Regions from separate parts of the Mus musculus genome. Here regions 1, 3 and 4 are each linked to region 2. The links are chromatin contacts, called in public HiChIP or PLAC-seq and promoter capture Hi-C maps. All regions are on one chromosome and are shown on one strand. Each heading gives the region's core, a stretch centred on a gene start, on an enhancer-like site or on the middle of the called end of the contact. The rest is flanking DNA. Distances are from core to core; before and after follow the strand shown. Region 1 overlaps Dlg2 (discs large MAGUK scaffold protein 2). Region 2 holds the start of Ccdc90b (coiled-coil domain containing 90B). Region 3 holds the start of 4930567K12Rik (RIKEN cDNA 4930567K12 gene). Region 4 overlaps Dlg2 (discs large MAGUK scaffold protein 2).

Evidence for each region. Promoter capture Hi-C pulls out the DNA fragments that hold promoters and counts their contacts. HiChIP or PLAC-seq counts read pairs in DNA pulled down with a chosen protein or histone mark.
Region 1: a contact with region 2 is called in a promoter capture Hi-C map of hippocampal neurons, with 4 times the contacts expected there. The contact joins the enhancer-like site here to the promoter of Ccdc90b in region 2. A contact is called at or near these places in 9 of 39 promoter capture datasets (the 3T3-L1 cell line, 3T3-L1-derived adipocytes, the C10 cell line and 4 more).
Region 3: a contact with region 2 is called in an H3K4me3 HiChIP or PLAC-seq map of forebrain, with 13 times the contacts expected there. The contact joins the promoter of 4930567K12Rik here to the promoter of Ccdc90b in region 2. A contact is called at or near these places in 14 of 39 promoter capture datasets (the C10 cell line, cancer-associated fibroblasts, cranial neural crest and 9 more), 2 of 15 datasets of contacts at CTCF or cohesin (large pre-B cells and pro-B cells), 50 of 484 Hi-C or Micro-C datasets (B cells, the C2C12 cell line, the HL-1 cell line and 38 more), 18 of 115 datasets of contacts at active chromatin or transcription factors (acute myeloid leukemia, astrocytes, cardiomyocytes and 13 more) and 3 of 9 other capture datasets (adipose tissue, liver and macrophages).
Region 4: a promoter capture Hi-C map of frontonasal cranial neural crest shows a contact between it and region 2, with 5 times the contacts expected there. The contact joins the enhancer-like site here to the promoter of Ccdc90b in region 2. A contact is called at or near these places in 8 of 39 promoter capture datasets (the 3T3-L1 cell line, 3T3-L1-derived adipocytes, the C10 cell line and 3 more).

The regions. Positions count from the first base shown.
Region 1 is chr7:92,263,329-92,266,248 of GRCm38.p6, reverse strand. The region is part of intron 13 of Dlg2 (discs large MAGUK scaffold protein 2); the gene reads right to left. Among named protein-coding and RNA genes, the nearest start is that of 4930567K12Rik, 150 kb to the right of the region's middle. Within about 2 kb of position 1,613, at least 16 of the 459 cell types and tissues checked have an H3K27ac peak or open chromatin away from gene starts, as enhancers often do. A contact at or near this core is called in hippocampal neurons, where this site is marked.
Region 2 is chr7:92,559,763-92,562,579 of GRCm38.p6, reverse strand. It overlaps Ccdc90b (coiled-coil domain containing 90B), which reads right to left and starts at 1,431. Exons shown (of 9, transcript NM_025515.3): 1 at 945-1,431. The coding sequence starts at 1,044.
Region 3 is chr7:92,118,186-92,120,885 of GRCm38.p6, reverse strand. It overlaps 4930567K12Rik (RIKEN cDNA 4930567K12 gene), which reads left to right and starts at 1,375. Exons shown (of 7, transcript NR_131016.1): 1 at 1,375-1,901. All of the region lies in intron 12 of Dlg2 (discs large MAGUK scaffold protein 2), which reads right to left.
Region 4 is chr7:92,281,069-92,284,153 of GRCm38.p6, reverse strand. The region is part of intron 13 of Dlg2 (discs large MAGUK scaffold protein 2); the gene reads right to left. Among named protein-coding and RNA genes, the nearest start is that of 4930567K12Rik, 160 kb to the right of the region's middle. Within about 2 kb of position 1,798, at least 9 of the 459 cell types and tissues checked have an H3K27ac peak or open chromatin away from gene starts, as enhancers often do.

The sequences.
Region 1 (2,920 bases), core at 364-2,863, 300 kb after region 2:
AGCAGCCTCTGCTTTCACACTCACACTTCTTTGTGGCTATTCTCTTTTTTCTCTTATAATGATGCTTTTTTTTTTGTCTTGACATCTGAACCAATCTTTGTGACCCAGAACAACTACCACTTCCTCCTAATACATTCTTACTCTTCTGGCTCAGTGAAGCCATGGTGTTTCTGCTACACATTTGCCAAACAATCTGTGTTGACAGTCGTCATGCCCTGACTTGCATTTCGGCAGTAATTGTCCCAAAGGACACACCCTGGAAGGAATGAGGCATTTTCTACTTACTCCTGTAATATGTCTAGCATAGGATCTTGGATGCAGTGAGTGTTAAAAATTCCTGGAGGGGTGGAAATTGATAATTGAATATGTGGTAGACTTTCCTTAGGGCTTTGAGAATGAGGTTAGGGTAGGCTGGAAACTAACACATTTATGATAGTCCAAGACTTTGGTCCTAGAATTTGTAAGCACCTAGGGATAAGAATATAGATATGAGATCTTGGGGGCTGACTAGGCTGGGCCTGTACAAACAAACAAAGAAAAAATACCATCATCATCATCATCATCACCACCATCATCAACAAAAGCCTCAAAAACCACACAGATGTTCTGTGATAGGCCTATGTGAGATGGATGGCAACCTGTATCCCAAGGTGACCTGACATAGGGTAGATGCTCTCTTTTTTCCTCCAGTCATCTACTCAGTGCTTCTCTTCACCCTCTCACCTGCCACCAAACTGTACTGTAGTGACTTCTCTGTCCCTTGCCACTGAGGACTAGAATACTAGCACCTACTTTCATATTACTGCATTTCCAAATCTAGACAGATCAATACATGTTTGCTGGGTAGGTGGAGAAAGTGAAAAAATGGGAAGAAGTGAAGATAACAGCCACACACCTGACAGTACACTTGGCTTGTTATTGGAATGACAGTACTGACTATGAGCATTATGGGATAGATATTGTTTCAGGCTTTCTGGCAAAATATGTTTATTCAGAAAAAGCATAGCTCTGGTGTTGTAGGAGGGTTTGTCAGAGTGAATATTCTGGGTTGGCTGGGACATGTTTTGAGAGCAGATGGTTAAATCCCATTTCTCTGCCCAGACCTCAGCAGTAATTGCCCTGTAACTCTGGGAATTTATGGGTATGTGCACACAGTCATGTGAATGCTAAAGAAGCAGTAACTTAGATCCTCAGGAAGGTCTTAAGAGCTTTGATTTTTATTGTTCAATTTCCTGAAAAAATTAATTTAAGATGTTTGTAATCAATTGCAGATATCAAAACAGCTCCCGGTACCCATATGCTCTGGCCTATTAGCCAACTACCATTATTGTTAAAGCTTCATTCCTTAAATTCAGATCCTAAAGGATTGAGTAACTCAGCCTGATAAAGTATTTATTTCCATGGCTTTGATATGTAGTGATTTGGTACTGATCTGGGGCACTTGTGTTAATTCAAGCCCTGGCATGTCATCAAAGGTGCTAAAACAGAGGATTTCCATAGAAATTCTATAGTTGCAACGTGAATTCTAAGAGGCTGTCACAATGCACTCTGCCCCTCTGACCATAACTGCCAAGACCACACAGGACAGGGACTCACTTATGGCACATGCTTCAGGGCGCTGTGCAATGCTAACAGATGGCTGGCAGAACACAGCCCCGATCAAGTCAGCAGGGTGACACTCATTAAGAGTCATCACCAAATCCATTTCCAGCAAAATCCCATTCCAATGAAATATCACTGTGAAAAAAATGGTCAATCTGCTTGAATGAACATTACTCTAGGGGACTATAATGCCAGGCCTGGTTGGAGCTCCGTAGATAACCAGTACTCTCTTTGTGCCTCAGGGCCTTTCTGCCAATCATTTTCTAGATTGGTCCTGGTCCATCTTCCTTTCATCTCTTCTAGCTTCCATAGGTAGTACAGGAAGCAAGGTCATCAACATTCCTTCCAGATCCTGGCATTCATTCTCCTGTCTACTTGTTCTCCTTGATGAGAAAGTCAAGGAGAACGAATGGTAGAGAACATAGGCACTTTGTCCCATTGGTTAGAATCCCTTCCAGTAGACATTTATTCATCCTTCTGCTTCAAGCACGTTAACAATTTTTTTTCAAGGAAAATCAATGTTTTTTTTTCTCTCTCCCCCTCCCCCTCCCCTACTCCATAATGGAACACATTGATCTTCTAATGCATCCCATTAAAACTACATTTTGTTGTATTTTAGAAGCCTTTAGTAAATCAAAATATTGCTGTGCGAATAGAGGGTCAGATGTACACAAAGGCAACCTCGGCTAGTGATGGTCAGCTCACCAAGCCCAGGTCGCTTGACTAAAAAGCCAGCCTCCACCACCACTGAGTCCTCACTTAACCCTCATCAACAGGTAAAACTGTGACAGTTACATTTTCACACCTCCAGGTCTCTCTACAGGGCCTCTCTCACGTGCTGCCTCCTGAGAGCCTTCTGCAATCCTACTTACCCTCCAGGCCCAGTGCACAAGCCTCTTCTTCAATCAGCACACCAGGAAGCCTCAGTTGCCAAGCCTTGCTCTTTCACCTGCATTCCCATAGCCCTTTGTTGGAACACCTGCACTGAGATTTCTCTTATTCTCCTGCTCTCCTGCTGCTACAATTGCAATGAAGATGTCTTAAAGCCTACATTTATGACCTGACATGAAGAGTCAATTGGGTGAGTTGATAAAGAAATCTCTTAGGTTGATTCTCCTACCTCATTCACCCCATTATTAGGGATGAAGGGAGAAAGCATGAGTGAGGTGCACTGTCTAGATGAAAGGCTGATACCCAGTAGTTAGTGGCAGCCTGAGAACAAGTTCTAATCCCTCCTTTACCACTAACATTTTCCCCAAGCTCCCACACTCCATCATAAACTGAAGCTCCCCTTTCCCAGGGCTCTGCTCTGTGCCTA
Region 2 (2,817 bases), core at 182-2,681:
TTCAAAACAATGCTACCCCTTTGTGTGTGAGGGCACACATACCTAAGGAGAGAACAGAGGAGGTCTTTGTATCCTGCTCTGTCATGCCCTTCCTAAGTCTTTGATAGGGCAGCTTTTATTGAACCTGGAAGTGGCTGGGGGTTCAACTTTGTGTTGTTATGCTTGTGTGCAGCACAAGTTTCTACCAGTGGACCCACCTCGCCACCCTTTTCTGAAAAGTCCACCAGAATGTGTATTTATAATAACTACCTAAATATGGATTCAAAGATGTGACTAATTCTAGCAGCTAAACAGTAGCCTTGCAAGGGCAGCCTTGATTGAAAGTCAGCGGAACAAATACAATTAAATAACAGGGTGAAAACAAAACAGTGGCAAACAACAAAACCACACAAGTGTGGAGGGCGGAGAAGTGTTTTTGGGTACTGAATAACTCAGTTTATCATCATACACAGATCCAGGAAGAACGAAATGTGGAGGTTGGGATGCCTTTTACGGCGGAAAAACTGAAAAGCACAAGTATAAAAAAAAGCCTTGGAAATAGTTCTCAGAGTAAAGTAAGATATTCTCCAGGATATACAGACTAACAAAGTGTTTGGAAACGCATAGGTTCCAGGACACTTAAAAAACAAAACAAAACCCTACTATGTGATTTGTAAATCAGAACACCCGCAAACTACCTAAGAGTTCATAAATGGAGACGGAACCCCGCCCCGCGCCCCCACCAACTCAAGCCGAGAGGAGGCGCAGGTCCGCAGGGGCTGGGTCTAGGAGGAAGGAAGCCCTCCAGCCAGACCCTGTCTGGAACGCCCAAGACCCACCATCCCCGGAGCTCGCGGGTGGCTCTGCGCGGGTGGGCGGGGCCCTGCAGGGGGTGTGTCACTCTCGCGGACGCCTGAGCGGGCACACCCGCCCGAACCTTCTCCCTGAGCGAGTCTTCGTCTCACCTCTCCGCAGGGCGGGTGACAGACGCCCATGAGGAGTTGAAGTCCAGCGGATTCCGCCGCCGTCAGGGCGCAGGAACCGCCAAATCCAGCGGCTCCTCATAGTCTCGGAGCCCCGCAGGTCAGCAAGGGGAAGCGGAATACGCGTTGATTTTCGCTGAGGCTTTCGGACAATGAAGTCCTCTCACCATCAGGATGCTGGGAAATGTAGTTTCCGGTCTGTCACCAAAGCACCTACTTGAGAGGTTTTTCTTCTACAAAGCTAGGCCTCTTCACAGAGCCACACTTAACACGACTCAGAGCTTATCCCCCTAGCACATCGCCCTTTTCCCATCTCTTCCCGCCTTTACCGCCCTAAGAAAGCGGGGTCTTGGAGAACCTTCTGGCGCCCATTTGCGGGCGGCGAGTTAGTCCCGCAGCAAGCTTCCCAGACCGAATCCAGCGTAGCAGCATAGCATCATGGGACCCGCAGTCCTTGCTGCTGAGGATTGTGGGGATGAGACCGCGTTGTAGCATCGACCAGTGCCCGTGGAAGTCCAAAGCGTATCACACACTTGCAGTTTCGCGTCTCTCTGCTTGGCCCTCTGGTGCACTGGAGGACCAACTGTTTTAGGCCTTTTCTTCAGGGAAACGAAAATTCTCCATTTCCTGGGTCGGCATTGTTCATGATTTAACATTCTCCAACTTCAGTTACCAAAGTCATTGCCCCACCTGGTAAAACCTTGAAAGCAATGTACTAACTAGTCTGTCGCTTACCCAGATTGCAACTTTGTGGGAATCAGCTACCCACCAGCCACCATTTCAAGCACTGAAGCTCATTAAAAACAAAACTTGGTTCCCACCAGCAAGCACTTTAGTAGATTACACATAGAAGGAAATTAAAATGATTCTGTCGTGGGTACTAGGGACAGAGACAGGAGAGACAGTTCTCCTGGGCTGCCAGGTGGGTCCCTGGTATTCAAGCGAAGCACTCTAGACTTTAAAATATTTTCCAATTTCATTTTCAGAAATATCTGAATGCCAGCTAGGTTTAAAGATTAATAATTCGAAGAACAAAGAAAGAATTCCAACAACAATTTAAGTTCTTACTGTACAGGATTTTTTTCCCAGGCTATGTGGGGATTATAAGGATTTCTGCTCTCCAAGTGAAAGACCCACAACATGAGGACTCCCCCACGTTCTGACTCAGGAGAGGCGACACCCCAAATCACGCATGAGAAACGGTCTTGCTGCAAACTGCAAGAGGACTTTTAATTCAAGAGTGCTCTCGGGACCACAGTAATACACCACGCAGGGGTAGAGGTCCCTGGCGCCCCAAGTAGCTGGGTAAGGGGGTATTTAAAGGAAGAAACCACAACTCAAGGAAGTGGGGAAGGCATTGTTGGAAAATACCAAAGATACCAGTTAAGAGTCAAAAGGAAGTGCAAAGTCACAAGAGTCACAAGGAATACCTGGTAATTGTTCGGGTTATCTCTCAAGACAGTTTCTAAGAGCCCCTAACAATGGCACATTTGCATAGCGGGTTCCAGCAATGGTCAGGGGGGGGGGGTCAGGGTAACTTTCTTTGAATGAACACTCTTTGAACCCAGGAAGCGGTGGGTAGAGGAATGTCTGTTTTATGACTAGCATACCTTGGAGCATTGAGTCACATTCCCAAGCCTGGGCCTAAAGGCCCAGAATTTTGCTTTTATATTTTTTCACAAGAACTTGTAATAGAAAAACAGGAGAAGGTAGAGAATAAGGAAACAGTAATATCTTAGTATCATGTAAGTTTTTAAACAATTAATCTTCTAGTCCAGCTGAGAGTGGGATGTTGGCCATATTTGCAATAGCCAAGCTATAGAGAAAGCCTAGGTGCCCATCAACAAATGAATAA
Region 3 (2,700 bases), core at 126-2,625, 440 kb after region 2:
AACCCATCTGCAGCTCTATTTCATCTAGCGAGAGACCCTGTTACTCTTTTGCTGATACACTCCACCTTTGGCAGCCAAGCAGTTGTTCTTGGGATGTAGCAGGAGCCTATGAATTTCTACTGTGCCTGGGATTGCTTCATGCTCACATCATTTCTATTTAACCAGTTAGATATAAAGTTCACATAAAGTCCACATCTTTCCTTCCCTTACCATCTTTTAATTGGCTTCTTTTTTTTTTATTAGATATTTTCTTTATTTACTGGTCAAATGTTATCCCCTTCTTTAGTTTCCCCTCCGAAAAATCCCCTATCCTCCTCCCCCTTCCCCTGCTCCCCAACCCACCCATTCCCTCTTCCTGGCCCTGGCATTCCCCGATACTGGGGCATAGAACCTTCACAGGACCAAGGGCCTCTCCTCCCATTGATGACCGACTAGGCCATCTTCTGCTACATATGCAGCTAGAGCCATGAGTCCCACCATCGTTTTCTTTGTTTGGTGGTTTAGTCCCAGGGAGTTCTGGGGGTACTGGTTAGTTCATATTGGCTTCTTGTTCATTTGATTTGAATAAATCCAAAGTCCTGGCCTTGATCCCTGCCCATCCCTCTATTCCATTTCATATCACTCTTTGCTGTTTTCCCACAAGGGACTTCATTCTGTTTGGCCTCAGTATAAGTTCCTTCAGGCTCTGGGTATCTATGCCAGAGATCTGGACAGCTGACATATTCTTTGGCCATTCTCATATCTGGTCAGTTCTTTTCCCAATTCTCAGCTTATGTGCCAGTTTCTTAGAGCATTTTGATTATGCTCCCTCAAACTTAACCTCTTTGCCTGTCTTGGAAAGACTTGTGTTTTAATTTACAGAATTCAGACCTATTTGGTAACTTGCCTCACATATCAAAAAATCTTCCCTTGAATAAAAATTTTATCTCTTTACCTCCATCCCCTTAATAGTTAGAACACTATGTAGAGGCTAGGTAATAGTCCTTCAATTAATAAATGTTTATAACCATTAGATCACATCATTTTATTTAAAATCATCAAATTTTATTTGCCAATTAATTACAATTTACTTATAATAAACCAGGTACGGTTAAGACGCCTTTTCATGACTTTGTCTTCCTGGGGGGAGGGGGGGAGTACTGTAGTCATGGAAACAGACTCTTTGAGGGTAGGGCTTAAGAATCTTCACTTCTGCAAAGCTCTATGCTGATAGATGATTAGTCAGATGTGGGCTATCCCTTGGTGATGTAGCTCTTTATTTTCTCTATGTTGTGTCAGAACTTTGTTATTTGACAAACTTTCTGGGTTTTGGGGGGGCACTCACCAGTTATGATGCAGTAGAACAGCCCCAGACTATCTCCCCTTAACACATAGACTTGAGGGAGAGTATATAAGCATGAGAACGGTAGTCTGAAAAACGCATCACAACTTCACTGTCATTCCAAGGTCATGTCCATCATTTGTTTGTTTGTTTCATGGAAGCATCTGTGTAATACAAGGGTAAACTGTGTAGGGCTCTAGGTGTATTGGTGGTATCCATGAAGGTACAACTGCACAGGCTTGTAACCTTGGAAACACTACTGCCAAGAATCCTCATGTTTGTTTTCCCTCACAATGCCAGGCAAAGAGTGAGACTGTACTGCTAAAAGATACACTGTATCTGTCACCTTCTGTTCTCTCTCTTCAAACACCCCATCCTGGGCTGAAATGGGTGTGTTCTCTGAGACTGATTTTAATTAGAGTAAAATTCAAGGCAATCGTTGGTGGATTCTGGTAATAATTTAACCTCTGAAGTTGATGAACATTCTGTCCTCTGAGTCACCTTCCAGCCCTATCAGTTTAATATTAAAATAAGGAGACTGCCAGGAAGTGCTTTATTCATCTTCCAAAATTCTCTTTTGGTATGTATGTGGTTTCTAGATTGCTGACATGTTTTTACTGAATTAACCTACTGTTAATGGCCATCAACATTGAATTGAATAAACAGATTATGAAATATTTATTTAGCAAAGCATATACATCCATTAAAAGCAACAACATATACTCTAAGATTCTGAAGTTGAAAAATGTTCATGATACATTGCTAAGTCAGAAGAAAGTTTCAGAAGGCTGTTTATATATATTCCAATTTCTTCATAAAAAAATCAATAGTAAAGATATATAACCTTATAGAAAATTGGTTATGATAAATCACATAACCAAATACTAAAAGATGTTTTAAAGGGCTACAGTACTATGACTGGGTGTGGTAGAAATGTTGATGTTTCTTTTTAAAGCCTACAGTAAGGTCCGCATGATTTTTTAAGTCATTACAGGTAAACATAACAAAATTAGAAATTATAGCGTGAAGCAGTTTTAATGACTGAATGTGAAGTTTGTGTTTCTTTTATTGCCCAGTCTAATTTTCATATTATATTCCATTTCCAAATGAATGTTGTTAAATTAAGTTGTCTACCTTAAACACAAAACAACACATGGATTTGAAAGCAGCAAAGAAGGTTCTTTCTACTTATCCCTAAGTGCCATCTATTAGGCTCATTAATTCACTAATTAGGTTTTTCTAATCTCATTGTTTCATCTAAATGGATACAAAGGCTTACAATCAGATTACATTTACCACTACTGTTGAGGAATGATACTTATGAGTCTATTTTCCCTTGAAGCTGCCTTTTTATTTTGTTCTTATCTACTTTTCAACAC
Region 4 (3,085 bases), core at 549-3,048, 280 kb after region 2:
ACAGCACTGCATCTACCAATCACAGCACTGACTCTATTACCCCATTGCTCATTAGATGCTCTCTCACAGCACCTTGCAATTACTTGTGTGGTTACCCTATTCCACTAGGCTGAGCTTCTTAGGACAAGCCTATGTCTCATGGGGGAATTCCATATTTATGACATGCAATCTGATAGTACAGAGGGGGTTAAGAAGAGGTGCAGAACACCTTTTCTAAGTGACTGATCAGTGAATAAGGAATGAGCCAAATCATTAGATAAACCTGGTTATCAAGTAGTTGTAAAGAAATTGCCAATTCTTAACATTCTTTGCCAGAGAACGAAGGTGGCATATGTTTATCTCCATTTCCAAAAGCAATTGTTGAAGGTTCAGACATTTTTTGTTAACTTAGCACCACTGCCAAAGCGCTTTGCTGTTTTTATTGCTCTCCAGGCTCTCTTCAACTCACTAATACCATGCACTGAAAACAGTTGTGACACTTAACCTACACACAATTAAGAACATCAATAGCCTCTCTTAAAGGTTCTCATTAGGATCACACTACTACAGCATGTATTATGACAGGATACTTGCCTTAATAATAAAGCTCATTTGCATTGCTTTATGGCTCATTAGATACTCCGAATACTTTCTGCCATATTCTTTTGCTGGATGCCTTCCTTTACATACAGTGCTTAAGTTCTCTGTAGCTCCTAACTTTTAGTGCCTTTGCCTTATCTAGCATCTCTCTCATCCCTGCCTTAGCATTTTGACTCTCAGCTCAATCATACAACTTGTATTCAAAGGTACTTCTCTTTTACCTTTGGAAAGTGAAGACAGAGGCTCACATAATTTATCGAATTCACAAACAATGAGTTTACAGATACACATGGGATGAGGGTGGGGGAGGTTGCATGTTTTCAAATTCATAGAGATGAACCAAGCTTATAGTTAGAAATGCTTTAGTCTACATTTATGTAGACTGTGAGATGCCAATCTTGATGTCTTATCAAAAGGTATTGAATGTCCACTCACCAAGCTAAACCACAAACAGCTAATAAACCCACTCTTATCAAACCAATTTCTTCCCTTAACTGCTTCCCTCCTGCCTCTGTTCTCTCCTTTGGGGTATTTTTCAGACAAATTCGTAACGCTCTTGATTTCAAACCTCTGAACATTCAACTGAGATTTTAAAAACATACTAATCTTTACACCATATATCTTAGAGCACGCCAGAACCTGAATGGATTTGCTTACAGAAAGAATGTGAGATTACAAGGATGTTAAGTATGATAATGCTAAGGTAGGACTCCACAGTAAGGAAGCAACACTCTATCCTGCACTGCCTTGCTTGCAAAGGGCATCCCGTGAATGCTAAAACCATAAATCATTTCATACTTCTTGTGCCTTTGAAACTAGCAAGAGGGCACTGAAAAGTAACTGCTAAGTGAAGTGTTCAGAGGGGAGTCAGGAAACACTGACTTCAGCGAACTTTGTGCCCTGTGCATGGGAAGCCCAGGTACCTTTGCTGTCTACCCCCACCCCCTTATATTCTGAGACTTCTAACGCCAACGGTACATGAAAGCAAAGGAGAAACTATAGAGAGGGAGGAAGGAGACCAGATGGTGAGGGAGGAGCAAGAAGAAACCATAAACAAGACACAGTAACAACCATGAAGGAAGTGCCATAATGAAATCCATTATTTTGTATGCCAGCGAAAAACAAATTAAATTACATGAGCAAGCCTATGGAGTTCCAGATGAAGTGGATAAGATCAGCAGTGGAGGCAGCGACAAGCAAGGGGGGTATCCATCGGAAGGGAAGGTTTGCTCCTAGAGCAGATACAGTGACTGGGAGGCTTCAGGGTTCAAAGTGAGTGCCCCTGAGCACGCTGCTGCCGTCAGATCAACCAGTATTGACTGAAGAGAAGTAACGACCAGAATTTTGCTAAACTCCTTTTTACAGAAAAGTGTGTCCTGTAGGAAATGTGCTTAGTGTATGTGCCATATAAAAATCCACTAAGCATTTAAGAAATTAGTAAATCAATTGTAATCACTCATTTGGCAGTTCAGATTTTTTTTTTTCAATTTTGACATGAGGGTTAATGATATCAGAATGCTTAAGATTTGGGATATATAGATGGTTATCAACTTCTTGGCCCAACCATGTACCAGCTATGTATTGTTAGGTAAGTTCTTATCCATTCTTGGCTCAATTTTCTTATAAGCAAAATGGCCACAATGATGGTGCCTATCTTAAGATATATTGGGAAGGTTTCCAGAGAGCTTGTGGATCAGAACAATTGGCTCTTGGTAATGACTGTCATTTCTTGTTCTTTTTTTTTCTTTTTTCTTTTTCTTTTTCTTTCTTTCTTTTGTTTTTTTTTTTGTTTTTGTTTTTTTGGTTTTTTTTTGTTTTTGTTTTTTGTTTGTCTGTTTGTTTTTTTGAGACAGGGTTTCTCTGTGTAGCCCTGGCTGTCCTGGAACTCACTTTGTAGACCAGGCTGGCCTCGAACTCAGAAATCCGCTTGCCTCTGCATGTGCATAACCTCACATTACTCACAAATATCAAATAGTATGCAAACAAGTTTATGTCTAAAACCCTCTGATTTAGCCTCTCCTTCCCTATTGTAAAGTACACCTGCCAGGCCAAACAGGAATAAGCAAAAGGCAACCACAGTTTGGAATGTTTGGTCCCTTCTTGATAAAAGTTAAATGACCCACAAGATCCTCCTACAAGATCCATAGTTACCTGGAGCTCAGAATGGTACTGTTCAATTCCAGTTCTGCTGCCATTTTCTGTTATATTAGTGGCGTCATCTGTCAGGATTCTCTCAGTGCTGACAGACACTCAGGAGGAGAGGTGAGAGGTCTGCGCAGCACACACGCCTCAGTGAGAGGGGGCTCTGCTGGGCTCTGATTTCCTTTGCAATTTGTCAAGGTTGAACAAGAAAACCCAGGCTAAAAAGGAGTATTCTGTTTAATCTACCAGCGTCTAATGGTGCCCAGATGCTTGCATCCATGATTCGAGCCTGTGTGCTTTGAATCTGAGAGAAGGAAAGAACCTTGGCACAAGGAATGAGCACCCCCAAGTGAGCTGGGGGGCG